Regions from separate parts of the Hordeum vulgare genome. Here region 1 is linked to region 2. The links are chromatin contacts, called in public Hi-C maps. All regions are on one chromosome and are shown on one strand. Each heading gives the region's core, a stretch centred on a gene start, on an enhancer-like site or on the middle of the called end of the contact. The rest is flanking DNA. Distances are from core to core; before and after follow the strand shown.

Evidence for each region. Hi-C and Micro-C count contacts between places; a contact is called where the count stands out from the background.
Region 1: a contact with region 2 is called in a Hi-C map of seedling, with 1.9 times the contacts expected there. The contact joins the promoter of LOC123411005 here to the promoter of LOC123410818 in region 2. A contact is called at or near these places in 1 of 6 Hi-C or Micro-C datasets (seedling) and 1 of 1 datasets of contacts at active chromatin or transcription factors (embryo).

Annotation. Positions count from the first base shown.
Region 1 is chr7H:419,092,169-419,095,994 of MorexV3_pseudomolecules_assembly, reverse strand. It overlaps LOC123411005 (ACT domain-containing protein ACR8-like), which reads left to right and starts at 2,408. Exons shown (of 4, transcript XM_045103921.1): 1 at 2,408-2,771; 2 at 2,868-3,050; 3 at 3,148-3,795. The coding sequence starts at 2,673.
Region 2 is chr7H:418,733,877-418,738,156 of MorexV3_pseudomolecules_assembly, reverse strand. LOC123410818 (AT-hook motif nuclear-localized protein 1-like) reads right to left here and starts at 2,316. Exons shown (of 5, transcript XM_045103759.1): 1 at 1,298-2,316; 2 at 323-390. The coding sequence starts at 1,820.

The sequences.
Region 1 (3,826 bases), core at 1,159-3,658, 360 kb before region 2:
TGCCAAATGCTGACCCACGACGTGGTAGTACGATATACGCTGGTTGCGCGCGAACGGTCGAATTAATCCGGGAGTTGCCATTAATGCGCGTCGCCGTTTTCTTGGCCGATCACATGAAGGATACACGGTGGCCATTCATCTCAACTCACGCTGGGCGATCTTCGATTCCTCTCTCGCGCGCGTGCCATTAATGGCCATCACGGCGCATGTATGCGCGATGCCTTCCCGCCTAGGATCCATTCGGTACCACGTAGCGCCGCTTGCACCGTACTGCGTGGTGCAATCGTGCCACAGCGTGGCCTGTACGTGCTCGCATGTCGACGGATCTGCGTCGCGCGGGCTGAGCTCGTGAGAGCTCATCCCAGCAGGCTAGTTTTTTTTTTTTTTTTTGAAAGATCCAGCTGATGGCTTGCATATATTGAAAAAGCAGATAGCAATGCGCGAATACAAAATAGGGGGGATGATCAAAAGATCAAGGACATAACAGGAATAAATTCCGAAAAAGAAGTGAAAAAAGATAGCATGCTACAGGCGGCGGACTCCTCACGTCAGTTCCCCAAACGGGTGCTCAAGGAAAACTGCTCTTGTTTGCGTCCAAAACTCTAGCGTTGTTGTGATGGATGTGGGTATATTTGCTGCACTGGCTGTTTTGTTTTTAAAGGTGCATTCATTTCTTTCCTTCCAAATTTCATTGTCCTGGCGCCTTTTTTGTATTCCGGTCTTGCCTTGCTTATTATCTTGGAAATAATTTCTCTGATAGATTTTTTGTCTGCCTAAAATGTTGGGCTAAGTGAGGCACATCCGGTGCGAGATGCTGTCTTCATCCATACTGTTGTTGCCACCTTGCATTCCCAGATTAGATGAGCCGTTGATTATAGATTCCTGAGGCATAGCTGACAGAAGTAACCGTTTTTCCATCCCCTTCTTTGCAATCTGTCATTGCACCATAGCCTATTTTTGTTCAGCAGCCGTGTAAATATCTTGAGTCTTTTCGGTGACCAAGTTTCGATATGAACTTGCTTATTTCTGATTTGTGCTTAGCAGGCTAGCTGTGACATGGCTGCTTAAGCCAGCAGGGTCGTTGAGAATATGCACGACATATCCGATTCCAGACTACTCATATACTAGTACAAGTATTATTTTTGTGTATGTATTTTACCCGTCGCCGGTCACTCCAGAGCTCCAAAATTGGACGGACCCACGCCCGTCCGCCCGCCCTGCTTCTTTGTCCATGTCACCGTCCCTTGCTTGCATAGCAACAAGATGGACGAAACAAAACCTTTGCTCTATGCTCCAAGGAAGACAAGACACTACTATAACGTAGTAGTAGTGGACATTAGTGTAAGTAGCAGCACGCCACCGGGCGCAGGCAAAACGCACCAACGCCCCGATGAATTTCCACGTCCGATGAAATTACCGCTAGTAGTAGGAAAATGGACAAACCGGCCGTGGTAAAGTCCAAGGACGGAAAAAAAGCGATGGGAGGCACCAAAGGATCCGGATCCATGTTTGGTGGCGTGCGGCTTTGGGCAGGAACTCGACACCCAGGGGCTGCGCACACCAAATGACAGGCCAGCCCTTTCCGCCTGCCGTGTTTTCTTGCCTCGGTGCCAGGGTCAGTCTGGTCATTTTGGTCGCGCCAGCGCTTGGGCGGGAGCGGGACGAGGTGGGTTTGGTGATATACAACTGCGAACAGCGAGATGGCAGCGTCCGTAACGACGACACAAAAGCGCGCGGCAGCCGTACCGGGCCCACCGCCCAGGGACGGCTCCCCTCTGGGCTGGGCCCATCCACCAGCTTCTGTGCCATACAGAGAAATTCCACCCTTCTGTTTTTTTTTTCGCCGCTCCCTTCTGTTTTTTCTTAGACGTCCCTTTTTTTTAGTCGCCAAGAAAAGATACTTGTATGTATTTATTTTTTTGCGAAAAGACACTTGTATGTATTGAGGAGTATTAAACGCAAATGATGGCTCTATGTTGCGCACCCTCGGACCTCGGTATATCACCGTCTTGGCCTCTTCGCACCACAAACACAAGGACCTCTACGCATCATATGATATTTTCACTCCACTCACATAACAAACTGTTGAAAATGTCACATACAAATACTCGACCACAAACGGAAACAGAGATGGTTTAACATAATTGTATTGTATTGTATTCGCCCATAGAAAAACCACCATTATTTGTATTCGAGCCTGCTTATTATCTGGAGCATATAATAAAGCAGGACACCAGATTTTTAAAAACCGCCGTTTGGTCGTCAAAGGGCATTTGCAAGCGAGCGAAGGAGCGCCTCCACGTGGCGCCCCTGCTCTGCTGCGTCCGTCCATCCATGTGGCCCCGGGCCCACCGCCTCCACCTCGTCCTCGTTCCGTTACATAAACATCGCCCCCCCAATTCCAGTTCCCCGCATTCCAATTCGAACCAGCGACAAAAGCCAAGCGCAAGGGGAAAGAAGAAGAAGAAGAAGAAGAAGCCTCCAAACCGCGGGCGATCCCTCCCAAGCTCCTCGCGCCCTTCGTCCCCGACCTCGCTCCCCTCCCCTCGCTCGCCTATATACATACGTACGGACCAGCCACTGGTTCCGCGGAGCACTTTGCTTTGAGAGCGGAGGTCCCCGGCAAAGAAGAGGAAGAAGCGCTGCGGTGTGAGGAGGCTGCATCAGCAGAGATGGAGTGGCTCAACGAGTACGAGAAGCTGGTGATCGGGATGGACACCCCCAAGGTGGTCATTGACAATGCCGTCTGCCCCACGGCCACGCTCGTCCAGGTGTGTGTCTCCTCTCCGTCGACCTCCTGCGTCCGGTGTCCGGTCTCCGGCAGGTTCTTGGATGGCGTGCTCATTTTTCTGTGGTGGTTGTTGCAGGTCGACAGCGCGAGGAAGCGAGGCGTCCTGCTCGAGGCGGTCCAGGTGCTCGCGGACCTCGACCTGTCTATCAACAAGGCCTACATCTCCTCCGACGGCAGGTGGTTCATGGATGTCTTCCATGTCACCGACCGCCTCGGCCGCAAGCTCACCGACGACAGCGTCATCACCTACATCCAGCAGGTATGTATGGGAAGGAAACAACTTTTCTCGCTTTCTTCGCCTCGCCGGAGCCGGAAAGGGGCAGCATTTCTGATTCGGTTTCTTGATTTGGCTGCAGTCTCTGGGGACCTGGAACGGGCCGTCGCAGCCGGCGTCGCTTGAGGGGCTAACGGTGCTTGAGCTCACGGGCACCGACCGCACGGGGCTCATCTCCGAGGTGTTCGCCGTCCTGGCCGACATGAGCTGCAGCGTCGTCGATGCCAGGGCGTGGTCGCACCGTGGCCGCCTCGCCTGCCTTGTCTACCTGCGGGACGAGGATGTGGCCGCCGCCGGTGTGGAGCGCATCGAGGCCCGCCTCGCCCCCCTGCTTCGCGGAGACTCGGAGGCCAGCGGCGGCGCTGTGGCCGCCGTCCCCGCCGGCTCCATCGCGCACGCCGACCGGCGCCTCCACCAGCTCATGTTCGCCAGCCGCGACCACGAGCACGCGTTCCCAACGCCCTGGGTGTCTGTGGAGAGCTGGGCCGAGCGCGGGTACTCGGTGGTCACCGTCCAGTGCCCGGACCGCCCGAAGCTGCTGTACGACGTCGTGTGCACGCTCACCGACATGGACTACCTCGTCTTCCACGGGACCATCGACACCAACGCCGGCCAAGCGCGGCAGGAGTTTTACATCCGTCACGCCGACGGGAGCCCCATAAGCTCCGAGGCCGAGATGCAGAGAGTGAGTCAATGCCTGCAAGACGCCATAGAACGGAGATCATTCGAGGTACTTTACACGCCGATTTCCTACTGTGCTA
Region 2 (4,280 bases), core at 1,067-3,566:
CAACAACTTTCAGCACCACTGATAATTAAGGTCTTCATAAAACAACTTTATTTGGTAGTAATCCAGGGGTTCGTAAGAGTAGCAGTGATTAAACATGCAGAAGTAAAAGTAATCAAATTCAAGAGAGACAAGTCTTAAGGCAAAAACACAATTCATGGGTAACACTAGCATCAAAATCAGGCAAAGCCTTTTGAGAAGAGCATATTTGTTCTCTCAAATAAAGTTTCAAGATCAGGACAAGAAAATATACGTCTTGACCAGACTGAAAACCATCCAATGTAAGCTACCAGCCATGACTTAAAAAGAAGCATTGGAATCATACCTCACCAGGAGCAACAGTGATGATATGAGGAGTGAAATTCCCACCGGCAGAACAGGCCACCATGTCACCTACAAGGACATGCTGCGGTTAACAGACTGACACCAGAATATCACAAAGCGAAGTGAAAGTTCCAAGTGGCCTAAGATCATCTGCTTCCAGAAAACAGGCGATCCAGACCAGTAGCCATTCGCACAAACATAAGTAATCCCGAATCATTTTACGTCAAATGCTAACATGTTATATGCTACAAATTCATGATGCTTGACAAAAAAGTTTCACCCCAACCATCCCCAATTGAACTAGCAGACTCACAAACCGGTTGTCACGGGGCGGGCGTGAGAATTATACATAGCTGTTGCACGTTGCCATCACAGCAGAGACAGCGATGACTAGAGCTACCAAGGGAGGAGTACCTCCATCCTAACTGGAGGGATCTTGTTATGATCCATATTCTCATTTGGTTCCAGAATCAGTAGCCAGCAGCAGCAGCATCACCATGCCACCATGCCTCCCCCACGGAGGCAGAACCCCCACCACACAGACAAGAACAGAACAGCAAGAGGCCTTAAGGATTCAGTAAGGATATGCCTCCACCTGTCCCCTACTTGCTCCCCGAGCTTCGAATCTTGGATGACTGTGCATCTGATCATGGATAGAAGGGGGGCGAGGAGACAAGAAATATTCGGATAAGAGAGGGACAGGCACGGACAGTGTCATGACAAGGAACGAACTAACGAGTGACGCCCGACTTCTGCCATTTGCCCCTCTGCAGCAACCATCTATTATTATTATGTAGTACTAGTACTATCGTAATTTCTGAGATCTATTCTGCGGAAAGTTTAGTAAATAATCCAGTTTCAAATTTTTCAATGGAAGATTTGTGGATTGGGGCAAAAGATTAAAAGTGTTACGCCAGATTTTTCTGAACATTTTTTGGGGGTGGGGAAGAGAAGTGAGCAGGAGAAGGATACCAACCAATGGAGCTGAAGTGGAAACCGAACTGCTGCTGCTGCGGCTGCTGCAGCTGGTGGTGGTACGGCTTGGCCGCCGCGGCGGCGAAGTCGAGGGGCCGGCCCCTCCCGCGCTTCATGGCGGCTCCAACCGCGGCCGCAGGCGTGTACTGCCCGGCTGCGACGGCGGCCGACATCGGAGCCGACGCGGAGATCGGCGTGGCGTTCAACGGCTGGATCAGGCTCCCGTCCGGGCCGTACTTCCTCGGCCTCCCCCTCTTCTTCCCCACCTTGAGCAGCGGCCCCGCGGACAGAAACCCTCTTCCTGCGCCCGCCACCATCGCCGTCATCATACCCGGCGGCACAAACAGACCACTCGGGCTAACCATATCCACCGGCGACGGTGCGGGTGCATGTGAAGCTGCCGGAGGCGGCACAGACGTCGGCGACTGGAAGCTCACCGTAGCCTCCGGCACCACCGCTGCCGCCGCTACCGGTGCAGCCGCAGTCGGAATCGGAGAGCTCGCTTCCGCTGCCTTGGCCTCCATGCGCGCAGCACTGGAAACAGAAGTAGAACCACCTCCAACTAGGGCCTCCGACACGAGCTCTCGCCATTAGAGCTCCCACGCACTGACCCCATCCCGCACCACCTCCGGCTCCCTCCTTAAAACCCGCCCCCAAAAAATCCCCAGAAAAAAAACCCAAAAACACCGGGAAAAAGCCCGCAAAAATAAAGCAAAAAATTCGACAAATCCCAGGAGCAAAAACAAAACTGAGCTGCAGCCGTGAGGCGAGAGGAGGAAGAAACCGAGAGCGAGCGGGCGAGCCGTCGGAATGCAAAACAAAAGGGGAGGAGACGGAGGAAATAAAAAGGCAAAACTAAAAGCAAAAAAGGGGAAGGGGAGAGCGTGATACTCCTACAAAAAAAAAACGACTAAAAAAACGAAAAATAAACAAAATTATCGGGGCATTAAACTAGTAGCGCCGCGTCCGGGGCGATGATAATACTCCAGTCGAGTAATAAAGAATTCGGACGCGAAATTGTCGCTGTGCGTCCCACGGCGAGTTTTTAATGCGGGGTTCGAAAAATGCCGTTCGGGAGGGGAGGGGAGGGGCAGAACGGGGAGACGGAGATGTTGGGCCCGGCGCGTTTAAGCGGGTAAATTGCTGGGTTTCAGGCGTGAAGGCGCGATTAGGGCGCGGTTTGGGGGCGGATTTACGGGTGTGCCACTGTGGGCTCGTCGTCGGCGGCTGGCTTGTCGTCGCGTGCGGGGCTCCGGCGAGTCAAAGGGGACAGACTGTACAGTGGAGTGAAAGGGGAAGCTGAGCTCTACCGGTCCGTGTGGAAGCAGCTCTGGCTCTACCAGGGGCAGTAGTGTTTTTCAACGGCTAGTCTTGTCTGGAACGAAATGAAGAAACATCCATATACTCGACTTAGGCAAAAGTTTTCTCCCCAAGTAGTGCTATCTCGGGGAAATTCTGGGGAGCTGCTCTTCTCGGTACTCAGTAGAAGTAGCCCCTGATATTGTTTTGGCGCATATATATAAAATACTCCATCCGTTCCTAAATATAAGACCTTGTAGAGATTTCATTATAGACTACATACGGGATAAAATAAGTGAATCTACATTTTAAAATATGTCTATATACATTCGTATATATACCATAGTGCAATTTCTACAAGGTCTTATATTTAGGAACGGAGGGAGTATAAGGCTAGTTTGTTTGTCCTGTTTAGGCTTCTCGTGTGTATCCAGACTTGGGTTCCAAGCCACCGTTTGAGAATAAACGCCATACTATGTGTGCTAATAAGGGGTGATTGCATAAACATTCAGGTCACATCACCGCGTAACCTATAGCTGCATATTGCATATAAAAAACTGTTTGGTAGTTCACAAGTGAAGACATGTCCCGCTCTCGTCCAAAACCAAACACACACCAGACAGCCCGACCAAATTAATAATATTAATAATAACTTAAAATAAAAGAAAGCTTACGCACCCGCCAAACCCTCCACTAAGTAAAGTAACCGCCGTTAATCTATATATAGTGTCCAGCTCTATTTCTGACCAGAAAGGGATTAAACCTTTTTTTTTTTTTTGAGCGGAAGAAAGGGATTAAACATCACCAACAAGTAAAGAAAAGAGCAAATCGTAGGAAACCGGCGGCAGCAACAAATGGCTTTTCTTGCTCACCTCCTCTGTGTATACTAACTTGTCTTTTTTTTTCGTCCAGCGATACGCACATATGGGCGTGTAGTGTCTTCCCCCTGCTTCTGCTTTTGCCTTTGGTTCCTTTTCTTCGTCGTAACGTGTCGAAATAAAGCGGAACAAAACAGCGGCACTGCGCGCGCATGCATGCGGCATTCATGTGAGAACAGAGGCGAATGTGGATAGGCTTGAGATTAGGCTACAGAGCACCTGCGTGCGTCATGATCCAACGGGAAGCCGCCGTAAGAACTCTTCAGAGTACGTGGAGTACTTGGACCGTTGGAGTGCATCTTCATGCTGCGGTGGTCGGTGGTCAAAAGACGGATCATAAATCATTACAGCCTGCTCGGGCCTTTTTAACTGGCAGATTTAAATTAATTTATTCAGTTAATTTACAAGGCGACTATCTGGATCCGTACATGTTTGTTACTCATTTCTTTGAAAGTCAGGCAGCAGTTGATTACTGAATTCATCCAATGAAAGATGATAGCTCAGTATATCTATAATCAGTTTGGATGACGGCCCAATAATATGTTAGCTGTTTAGTCGTCTTGTTTTATTTTTACCGTTGTGGGATTTTTTAATATTTTTTCATTTGATTTCATTTTAGCTCGGATAGAGCTTTGTATTTGCACGAAGGTTGCCGGATTATTTGCTTAATAATATAACTACATGCATCATCCTAATGCAGAGGTTGGGATATCCTCTTTTTCAAAGAAAAAACCATACCTAACACTCTTGAAACTGTGGCAGACTAGATGGAGTATACAAACAACAATTACTAGTTTTTGTTAGTTT